Regions from separate parts of the Athene noctua genome. Here region 2 is linked to region 1. The links are chromatin contacts, called in public Hi-C maps. All regions are on one chromosome and are shown on one strand. The core of a region is the stretch at or near the end of the contact, and the rest is flanking DNA. Distances in the headings are between cores, read along the strand shown.

What was found. Hi-C and Micro-C count contacts between places; a contact is called where the count stands out from the background.
Region 2: a Hi-C map of liver shows a contact between it and region 1, with 2.4 times the contacts expected there. The contact joins the promoter of GATA4 here to the promoter of LOC141955877 in region 1. A contact is called at or near these places in 2 of 2 Hi-C or Micro-C datasets (heart and liver).

What each region holds. Positions count from the first base shown.
Region 1 is chr1:4,954,000-4,959,549 of bAthNoc1.hap1.1, forward strand. It overlaps LOC141955877 (L-threonine 3-dehydrogenase, mitochondrial), which reads left to right and starts at 2,686. Exons shown (of 10, transcript XM_074895471.1): 1 at 2,686-2,770; 2 at 4,776-4,884.
Region 2 is chr1:5,149,118-5,155,125 of bAthNoc1.hap1.1, forward strand. GATA4 (GATA binding protein 4) reads left to right here and starts at 3,758. Exons shown (of 7, transcript XM_074895475.1): 1 at 3,758-4,534. The coding sequence starts at 4,009. It overlaps LOC141955879 (a long non-coding RNA gene), which reads right to left and starts at 4,292. Exons shown (of 3, transcript XR_012632791.1): 1 at 4,153-4,292; 2 at 2,401-2,557; 3 at 1-356.

The DNA.
Region 1 (5,550 bases), core at 1,436-3,935:
AGGCCATTTATTATAAGCCGAACACTGAGGCATAAGGAAGCTAAATGCAGTAATTACATTTGTATGGGTCCTTCCTGTTGGCTGTACCCACTTGATTTTTATTCATACAATGGAGTCATTTTTGTGTGGTGTTGAGCTTATCTGCTTTTAAAAATGATTAGAGCTTGAGTCATGTTTACCCTCAAACACTTAGCAGTACTTACTTTTCTGTGTTTGAAGGTGCTCCCGAAGGCAAACCAACCTCCTCCTTTGACTTGGATTTTTGTCATGGATGGAGTGACACATTTCTTTTGTAAGAGAGAAGTAGCTATATGTTTATTGATATAAAACAGATTTAACAAAGTTTGACAGTAAACGCAACGATGGTTTATCAAGATTCGATGGCAAGGTTCACTTAATATTTACTGCGTAGAGGACAGGGTCAGAGAGACCCTTGCGTTGAGTCACCAGGTACAGAATGGACCCCCTTACTTTCTAAACTTCCCAGAAAGGAGTCTAGGCGCAGCTGGATCCACTCCCAGTCCCACACTTGGCCAATGGTTTACGTCTAAAGGATTATATGTGCACAATCATTTATATCACTTAGGATTTCAAAGTTGAGCATGCTGTTAATCACTTAGCGAGACTCCATTGTGGCAAGGACTCTCTCAACCTCGAGCAGTAACCTTGAGAGGTGTCCCTACTCAAGGGGAAATCCTGGCATGTAGCCTGCTGCCGTGCAGGAGAGCTCAACAGGCCCTGGGCTCTCCACTATTTATGGAGTAAGATCATTGACTTACAGTCATATTTACTTACCGACTACAGGTGTTAGTTTCTTCCAAGTTTGGGTTGAGTCAGACACTGACCAGCACTGTGGTTAGGTGGGCAGATTGTTCAAATAAACCGTTGGCTATTGTGTTGTTATCTGTCTCCCCCAAATCCATTTGGAGTCGCATGAGGCCATCATGACCAGACATATCCATTACAATCACCACCAGTGGGAAATACAGGACAGGCTGGGAGAATGGGGGGACCACACTGCCACAATGTCACCTTTAAACATATCTTTTTGAAACATCACCTATCTTTTTGGAAGGTTGTTGTATTTCACGGCATTTCGGGGATTAGTCTTCCCATCATTTGGGGATTAGTGTTTCCATCTTGCCTAATTTCTGCCCATAAACATGTCTTAAACTGTTATAGTGGGGAAGGGGGGAGATAAAACACCTTCCAGCTTTCGCTTTTCTGTCTTCATGTAGAAAGGCAAATGTCTAATCCTTTATTTATTTCTGAAGTCTTGCCATCAGTGTTCTGCCATTAATTATCACAAAGGATAGTTACCATGTTCTTAGAGGACATTCCCCTTCTAACTTCTTCATGATGGAGCTCCTGATTTTTTATTTTTTTTTTTTAATACTCAAAAGCCTTTCTGGCATTTTAACTCTAATAAATGAACTTACTCTTGAACATCTGTATGAATTCCTGCTTGGAGGTAGAAGAATTTTCCATCTGCACGCTGATCATCGAAGACTCTTATTCCTAAGTACACAAACCCTGCAGAACATGTCCATTTGCTACACCCTCCTCAACAGCTGTTGAATTGAAAGGTTTTCTTTGGCAAAATATGCAGGTTGCTGGTCCTTCCTCTCGCCCCGTGGGATCATCAACAGCAGCACTCATCCTGCTCAAGGAGTTGAGCAACAGGCTGCCCAATCCCCAAGAGAAGTTGCTTCACCGTTATCTTGAATTAGTCCTGCCCTTCCCGCAGCCACACAGGCTTTGCGCCGTTCTTACCTCGCAGCCCAACGGAGGATGCTTTGCTCTTAGAAATGACATTGAGGTGCTGGCGTGTCCAAAGAAGAGCAACGGAGCTGGTGCAGGGTCTGGAGCACAAGTCTTGTGAGGAGCAACTGAGGGAACTGGGGGGGTTTAGTCTGGAGAAAAGGAGGCTCAGGGGAGATCTTATTGCCCTCTACAGCTACCTGAAAGGAGGGTGCAGAGAGGGAGGTGTTGGTCTCTTCTCGCAAGTAACAAGCGATAGGATGAGAGGAAACGGCCTCAAGTTGCGCCAGGGGAGGTTTAGATTGGATATTGGGAAAAAATTCTTCCCCCAAAGGGTTGTTGAGGGTTGGAACAGGCTGCCCAGGGTTGATTCCCCATCCCTGGAGGGGTTTAACAGACGTGTAGACGTGGCGCTTAGGGACAGGGTTTAGTGGTGGCCTCGGCAATGTTTACAGTTGGACTTGATGATCTTGAGGGTCTTTTCCAACCTAAACGATCCTGAGAGTCTAAATACTATTTTCGGTGGCATTTGCAAAGGGGCCACCAACGGCTCCCCTGGCCTCAGACCCCGGCACCGCCGCACGTCCCCAGTTTCTCTCCGCAGTCGTGGCCTCAGCCAGCGCCGTGACGTCGCCCCGCTGGCCGCTGACCTCACGTCTCGGGGCACCTCCAGGATCTGCGCTGCCCCGCTGCCCCCCCGGTGCCACCGCGCCCAAGGAGGCCCCGTCCATTGCTCCCCCCGGCCTGCGGGAGGGCCGCTCCCCTCACCCCACAGACGCGCCGCCGGGGGCACGGCGTCACGTTTGCGTGACTCTGACGTCACGGCTGCGTGGCTATGGCGTCACACCGCCCCCCCCCCCTTCCTCCCTGCCCCGTCAATCTCCTCCCAGGCGGGCGGTGACGGCCTGGCCCCAGCCCCGCCCCCCCGCAGCCTCTGTGGGCGCGGCGCCGGGCGAGCGGCACCGGGAGCCGGCGGCGGGCAGCGGCGGGAGCTCGGCGGGGGCCGCGGGTGAGCGCGGGGCCGGGCCGCGGGGGGCTGCGGGGGGCCGCCGGGGGCTGCGGGGCCGCCCCGCCCGGCTCCGCTCCCCGGCCCGTGGCCGAATGAATGAGGCGGGGGATGGGTTCGGACGCTGCCGCCCATCGGCCGCTCGGCTGAGGGGGCGCCGCTTCCCGCCCTCCATCGCCTCATCTCCGGGGGTGGCGGGGGGGAGGACCGGGGCCTGCCGGCGGAGGGAGCCGCCTTCCCCCCGCCGCCTCGGCGGCTCCTCCCGGGGCGGCGGCGGCGGGGTGGATGCGAGCGGCGCGTTGGGCTTCGAGCCTTTCCTCGGCCCTTTCCCTCACCAGAGACCTGGGCTGAGCTTAGAGATCTTCGTGCGCCTAACTCACTCCGGCCTAATTCGCTCCAGCCTCTTTGCTTCATTTCTAGAGGCCCGGCGTAAAGTAGATCTTTCCTTATCCGCTCCAGGAGCGTCACGCTGTTCGGTAGCATGGCTATAATCTGACTCCTTTTTATTTTTTTCTTTTTTTTTTTCTTTTTTTGGTTGCTGAGGTCAGATTTCCACTCGTCCCCTCGGCGTTTCAGGCTGACGTCTTTTCTTGGCGGGCTTTGCGACCGGGCCAGCGTCGTGCGTCACCTCTGACAAACGAGCCGCAGCGGTTGTGCGTGCGTGTGTGTGTGTCTCAAGGTTATTTTAGCAGAAATTCGCCAACAGCTGCCAGTTGGAGGGAACAGCGACAGCCCGGCCACCCCTCTGCCCTGCCCTGGCACATCCACCATGTCAGGGGACACAGGGAGGGACACCGAGTCCCCTTACCCCAGCTTGGGGCTCTCCAAAATTCCAGAAGGGAACATGTGATGGCTTTGGTCTGTCCAGCCATCCCGGCTGCCTTCATTGTTGGGTGAGCTGAGAGTATCCCCTAGTTGTTGCAGCTCGAGCGCTCCCAAATGCAGTGATCCGATGGACTTTCCAGTTGGCAGCAGTTGGGTGCCAGGGAGTGAGGCTTTCCCGTGGGACACAGGCAAGGTGGCATGTGCTTCGTCTTCTGGATGCCTGAGGCGGGCAGTAACTTTCCACTCGAGCTCTTAATACAGTTGGAAAAAAGTAGAGGAGCTTGCCAGTGCGTAAACCCTTCTTCAGGTCTGAAGCAGAAACTCTGTGGTTTTGGAGGCAAACGTGAGTTGAGAACGATAGCTTGGAGTTTAGTGCGTTGGTGTCGCCCACATGCCCGAGGATGTTGGCTGTTTTGAAAGTACTAGTGGTTGGGAGTCTGTGAGATCCTGTGCCCTAGGGAATATCTTGACTTTTCTTTGGAAGAAGCAAGTTTTGGATGACTTTGGGTAGTCGTGTGGAGGAGCATCCCGTGGCATCTCGGCAGCCCCCAGAAATGCTGTGGGAGATTTGGGGTTTGGTTCTGACCTCTCCTTCCTCCCTCTTTCCCATTTTCTTTGAAACTTACTGTTGTGGGATTTTTCCAGAGCAAACCCATGAGTTTCTTATCTTTCTTATCACCGTAATGTTCTATTAATAACTAATACATAAGAAACAACTAGGTTCTATAAACATGTTTTTGTCTTTTATATGAGCAACAGGTGCTTGCTGCTTATATATCACTTTGGAAATCTTGCAAAGGAACAGCAGCTGGCAGTTAACTTGTTAAATGCCATTTTATGAGTCTTTTTTTTCCCTTCTTTTCCCTCTCCCCATTCTTTAATCTTTTTACAAAACTCAGAAATTTCCTGCTATCCAAGGGAGATTTTTTTGCTTTACATTTGAACATGACTTTACACTAATCCTTTGCACTACAACCAGTTAGTTTAAAACCCGTCCTTCAGAGACGACTCTAGGTTGTATGGTTCTGTTAATTAAAGCTGGTTGCGTAGCTTCAGAGTGTTCTGCCTATCACAAAGTTACAGACATTTCAAAATCAAGCAAATGTGAACAAAGTGATATCCCTGGCTGCTGCTGCTCTCACGCGCACGCTTTTTTTTTTTTTTTTTTTTTTTTTTTTTTAAGGTGTGGGACAACTACTTTCTGGCAGGTTTTGATTGGCTTTCAAAAGAGGCAGTGTCCTATAAATTGCCATCTCAGCTCTGCTTCTGCTTTATCACCAGCTGAGGGACAGGTGAGTACAGAAGAGGAAAAAAATCCAGCCTGCATTGCTTAATCCTTGAAATTAGCATTGGTTGTTAATTTAAATTAGTGGGGTGGGGGAAATAACTTCCATGTTTTGGGATAAAACTTCTTCATTTTACTTCATCTAGAAAACCAACCAGCTAGTTTGTAATATCAGTTTGGGTCGATGAGTAAAACCAGTGACTGGGAAACTAGTCTTCCGGAAGGTAATATGGGGGGGGAATTGAAATATTTTTTTTTTTCTCTCCAGTTCCTAATGGTGTGGAGGTTTTCCTCTTTGGGTTAGTAAGAAGGAGAAACCTACCAAAAAACTGAAGGTTTTTTACATCAGTTAAATGAATACTTTTTGTCTTTATAGCTGTTCATAACTCCTTGAAGTTGTTTAAAATGAAAAACTCTGACCTAGCAGAATAACCTTTTCTGTCCAAGTTGCTTTTGTGAGTTAATGACTGTGTTGGGGCTATGTTTATCTCATCGTTGGTTTGGGGAAGTGTTTTTAAGGCGTACTATTAATTTCTTTACATATCTGTACATTTGTTGGCCACTTTGGAATTGTAATAGTTAGTTACACCATTTTTCCCCCTCTGCTTCATATCAGAAATAAATGCATGTTACAGGTGGGATTTTTGCATGCAGCTGAGCTACTCAGTGAGCT
Region 2 (6,008 bases), core at 2,508-5,007, 200 kb after region 1:
TCAGCACTAAGGACCGATATTTTCCCGCTGAAAGAGGCTGGATTCGGCCACGCACACGCAAAACCAACCGCGGAATTTCTTTTTGTGCTGTTTTTCCTGGAAGAGGCAAAGCCAAGGCAGGTCCTTGAAATCGTCTCTGCTCCTCGTAGAGCTGCTTGGGCGGTTTAAATCAGTTTTAATTTGGATTTTTGCCTTTTTTTTTTTTTTTTTTTTTTTTTAAGGAAGGCGCTGATATTCAGTGGGAATTCAACGAAACTTCAGCAAAACCCGCCTTTCCGTAGAGAAAATCTCCAGGGATTTTGCAAGGCGTGGAGAGGGAGATGTGTGTCCAGAACCCAGCACATCTGGATACGCAGCTGCTTTGGGAGAAGAAAAATAAATATATAAATAAAATATATATATATATCGACATATTTAATTCTCCCTTTTTTCTCTGCATGCCGATAGCCCTGTGTTCCTAAGCATATATATATATATATATATATACACACACATGCACACAGCGTGGTATAAATTATACTTTATATTATGAAGGGGAGAATATACATTTTTATATGTCACATACGTTCCGGTGTCTAACACGCATGAAGTCCCATCTGTATGCGACGTTTGCATCAGTATGTATATAATTACAGATTTATGATTACACAACTATTTCCTCCTTAAATTATAAATATCTGCAACACACACAGCAGCACCTTTCCGATATTTCTCCGTGCCGTATTTATCCGCCTGTAATATTATTTCTACAGGCGCCTATAACGCCCTTCGTGCCTATATTGGTGTATTTGTCCGGATTTCGCTTTAGCCGCATTTTTACCCTCTGCCGGTGCACACACGCATCCCCTCTGGGCTGGACCCCCCTCTTTTTTTTATTTTTTTTTTTATTTATTCTTTTTTTTAATCCCCGCTCCCTCCACCTATTTCATACAGAGTTTTTTCATTTCGTGGGAGATTTTTTTTTTTTTGTCTTTCCGAGCCCCAAAAGCCGCTGCCAGTCACACCCCACCCCCCTCCCCCCAAAAAAAAATTTCCAAGGGGAAATATTTCCAAGGGGCTGTGGGAAATATTAAGGATGTGAGCGTTATTCCCGGGGAGCAGGGCGGGGGAACCCCCCCCCCCCCCCCCCACTGGGGTTGGAGCCACCTCAGGGAGAAATGAGCCCCTGGGAGAGGGGTCGGCGGGGGAAGGGGGGGTGTCTGAGCCCCCCCGTGGGCTCAGTGCCCGGTGGGACCCCACATTGCAGCGGGGTGCAGCCGGCTCTGGGCTGCACCATTAACCTTGAGACCCGGCGGCCTCTGCAGCACACGGGGAGGTGGCGGGGGGGGGAAAAAGAGATGGGTGTCCAGTTTGGTGTGGGGGGGGGACACCCCCAAACAGGTTGGGGTGGAGGGGAGGCTGTGACCACTCTGCTTGGAGCATGAAGGATTGGGGGGCAGGAGCTTGGAGAAATCCCACCTGGGCAATATCCCTAAGGACGGGGGGTGCCTCCAAAGGGCTCGGGGGGTGTCGTGTTCTGCCCCCCCCGGAAATATCCTTTATTATTTCTGTGAGCTGGGCATGGGTGTCCTCCGGGTGCGTGGGGAGGTGCGGAGCAAGGCTGCCCGGCTGGACTTTGCCTGCAGCACAGGGGCCGGCCGTGTGGCCATGCCCGGGCTGGTGGTTTGATTTTATTATTTTATTCCTTTTTTTTTTTTTTTTCACAGCAATGAAACCTGGCGCCCGGCTGATGGTGCAACAGATACCAGCCACCCCCTCTGCTTACCCCCCCCCCCCCTCCTCCTCCTTTCCTACCATCACCGCCCATTTACACGTGACGTGGGTAAACCAGTCAGCGAGTGGGACTGGGGAGTCTGGACACACTGGGGAGCCAAGGTGGGGGGAGAGACAGAACCCCACTGCCCCTAACACCCCCCGAATCAGGAGCAGGCAGGAGCCAGGCATCTCATAGCCCTCTGCCTTCCCCGAAGCGAGGGGGTGTCCTGCCCCACGGCCTTGCCCCCCCTCCACCCCTTGCCCCCCCAGCACCGAAGGTGGGTAGCGCTTCTCTGTCCCCTCGCTCCTCTTTCTCGCTGTCACGCTGGGACCCCAGAGAGTCCCTTCCCACAGGTCTCCCCTGAAAGCTTCCTCCTATTGTCTCCTTAAGCTTCAAAATTGATTTTGCTTTTTTTGGTTCATTTTTTTTTTTTATTGTCATCATTACTATTACTACAGGCAGGAGGGGAATTCACTTCTTTCTCCCCTCCTGCGATTCCGGCTCCTCTTTGGAGAGTCCTGTGGAAACATTCCATCCTAGGCCGGTTACACGCACACGAACCAACCTCTCCTCCATCCCTTGGGTTTCGGGGGGAAGCAAAGCTCCCCTAAACCCCCTTCTTCCCGTCTCGCTTCCATCCTTACCCCTTCCCAACGCTGCCTCCAGCTTCTCCCCCTTTCCTCGTTCGCCTGCCGGTCTCCCGCTGTCCTCCCGGTATCAGCCCTTATCTCCTGGTTATCTCTGCTGCTGCTAAATTCAGCCCAGCGGAGAGGTTCAGCCTGGGGAATCTGCTAGTTAAATCTAAATCAGTCCCAAGAGTTATTTCTCTGACCATAATTCCCCCCCCCCCGCCCCCCCAATCCAGCCCTTTTCCGGGTGTGAGATGGTTTTCTAGGATCCCTGCACAATCTGCAGAGAAAACGGAGTCTCGGGTAATTCCATCTCCTTCCCAGATCCTCCTTGGGAAGGGGATTTCACCCTGACCGCCCTCCAGAAGTGGTTTTTGGGGTGTCGGCATTCCAAGCCACATGCAAGGCATCCCGCGGCCTGCACCACGTGAAAAAAAACCACCCCCCCCCGCCCCAACTTCCCCCCCAACTCAAATGAGCCCAAACCAGAAACCAAAGCACCCATCGCACCCACCCAGCCCTACAGCTCTGGGAAATGCCTCCCCACCCGGACCCACGGCACCCCCAGTCCCCAGTGGGTCACCCCAGTGTGCTCCCAGCTCCCCACGATGGAAAAGCGGGGAGGGGGGGGTGTGTGTATTAAAAACACCCGGGAGGGGGCGTTTTGTGGGTGCTGGTAGGGGTCTGCTCCCCACATGCCATCACTGGCAAGTGGGCCTACAGCATTAATGGGGGGTGCAGCGGTTAATGCCCCCCCCCTCCCCTTTTAAGCACCCCCCCCTCCACGCGTGGCCTTTACGTGGTGCGGACACGTGTGGGGTGGGCGCGGGTTGGGAGGATCGAGCCAGCCTTCCTCCTCCTCCTCTTCTTTCCCCACCGCCTGCCTAATTTAATTCTCCCCACCTTCCCACCCCCCCCACCCCCCCCGGCTGCCAGCCCCACATCAAACGCCGGCCTCGGGGGCCATTAACAACTTAAAGCACCGATCGTACCTGCGGGACAAAGGTTTTTTTGCTCCAGGCCCTAGGAGAAAGCATCTCTGTCTCTCACCTTCCAGGCTGTGTACCCCCCTCTTTTCATCTCCCCCCCCCCCCCCGGGACTGCTCTAACCTCCTTATCTCCTGCATCCCCGGCCGCATCTCCCCCTGCCTCCCCCGGAGGTGTTGTTGGACGGGGCGGGGGGGGGGGGGGGAAGAAGAAAGGCGGGGAGGAGACTGACCGAGGGTTTTAAGCAGCCCAGCCCCATCGTGGAGGGGGGGGGGGGGGGGGGGGGGGGGGGCGGGAGGTGATGGATGGAGCCCGGTGGGAGAAGCTAAATCCAGGCGGGAGCTAAATCTCTCCTCCGGAGGGACCTGGACTTCTTCCTTGGGGTGTCGAAGCGGTGGCCGGACCTGCTGAAGGTGGGGGAAGGTGGGTGGTGGGGAAGGGTGGGGAGGGGGGTGGTGGAGAAAAATTGCATCTCTGGTGGTGGTTTGGTTTTGGCTGGAAGGCTGCACCCACGCGAGACCGCTCCGGCCACCGCTCACCGTAGGGGAAAGTGGAGCCTGGGGTTTTTCACCCGCTCCCCGTCGCTCTGGATTGTGGCCGGGGACCCGGCTGGGGTTTGGGGAGGCCCGTCACGAGATGTACCAGAGTTTAGCCATGGCAGCTAACCCAGGCCCTCCGGCGTACGAGGGGGCAGGTGGCTTCATGCACAGCGCGGCCGCAGCGTCCCCCGTCTATGTGCCCACCACGAGGGTCACCTCCATGCTCCCCAGCCTGCCGTACCTCCAGAGCAGCGGCTCTTCCCAGCAAGGCAGCCCCGTCTCCAGCCACTCCATCTGGACTCAACCCGGAGCCGAAAGCGCCGCTTACAACCCCGGATCTTCTCACCCTTCCGTGTCACCTCGGTTCTCCTTCTCCACCAGCACCCCCATCCCTGCCACCTCTTCCCGGGAAGCCGCGGCGGCTTACGGCAGCTCCTTGAACCTTTCTGCTAACGGGAGGGAGCAGTACAGCAGGGGGTTTGGCAGCTCCTATTCCAGCCCCTACCCGGCTTATATGAGCCCCGAAATGGCCACGACCTGGACTTCCTCGCCCTTCGACAGCCCCATGCTGCACAACCTGCAGAGCCGAGGGACGCCCGCGGCCGCCCGACACGCCAACATAGGTGAGCGCAGCCACCGCTGGGATAGGGGAGGGAGGGTTTCACCGCACACCCCCAAATTTTTGTGCCCTCACCCCTATTCGAGTAGGGCGAGGAGGCGCGAAGGGCAGGACGGAGAAATTCAGCGTATTTGGGACGCTGCTGCCAGAGCCGCTGCGAAACATGGGGGTCCCCACGGTGCTGGGGTTGTCCGCCCCCCCCCCCTCCCGCCTTGCGCATACACTTTGTCTGCAAACCCACCATTTTAAAATATCCTCACGGACCACAGTTGCTAAAAACTAAGCGTAATTTAGGATAGGCCTGAAGCAGTAAGAAATGATGTGTCGAGCTCTTGGGAAAGGGTTCGCTGGCTCCACAAATAGCTCCGAGGGGATTTAGGGGCTGCGACGGGGGTGAGCACGGTGTGCAGGACACGATGCTCCGTGGGTGTGCAGGCAGCCCCTTCCCCGGCTTGCTTTAGGTGTAAAATGGGGACAATTTATTTGGAAAATGAGGAAATCAATGTTTGGCCTGTGAATCCCAGACCTTCACTTTGGGCTATTTTATGTTATGAGGTTTTTTTAATTTTTAGAAGGGTTGGTTAGGCTAGAAAAAGGGAAAGCGAGGGGAAATTTGGTGCTGAGGGGGGAGAGATGTTGAAGAAAGAGAAAAAAAAATGCATCCACATTTCTCATCGGACTTTTGGGGGGACTCACAGGCACAGCTGAACAAACCAACCCCGTATTGCGGTGTCTCCTTGCCCCCCAAAATTTTACCCCTTATCTCTTGTGCTGATCCCGATCCCCGAGCCTTTCATTTCATTAAACGCCCCTGGGTCCTACAACCAGAAATAGGACTAAATGGCTTAAAATATTGCTTTTATATTTTGTATGTCAGAAGAGGGAGAAAGGTAGAGAGAAATGCGGGGTACATCTTTGCATCGTGGTTTCATAACTCCTGTTTTCCTCCCCGCCTTCTCTCCATGAAGGTATTTCTGTTGGCTTCGGGGTCAGGGTTAACAAAGAAAATGACTCAAATTTGTCTGCAGATACATTTTAAGATTGCGTTCTTTAACCTGAATTTCGGAGGGCAATTTTTCCATCATGTCTAGCAAAATTTGCTTTATCTTTAACATGATTTTAAGATGTTAAAGAAAGGGAAGTTGGGCGTCAGTGCAGGCTTGGCCTTGCCAATGCGTTTTGCTTTTCTTCGGGCATTATGAAATTGCTTAAAATGGGGAACAGATCATCTTTAAGGATGGTTTTGGCCAACCAGGCAATGTTTTTGGGAAGCCATGAGAAGATAGGAAGAATAGGAAAAAAGCAGGATGATGTGGATAATCAAAAAATAATTGAGTATTAACAACAAGGACATATGCACATTTGTATTTGACTACCATGCCATCTCTTCCTTGGGGGGGGAAAAAAAAAAAAAATCACCTTTTTGCTGTAGTCTCAAAAGGCCTCTTAGTAATAAAAATAGCTTAAAACCAAAATAA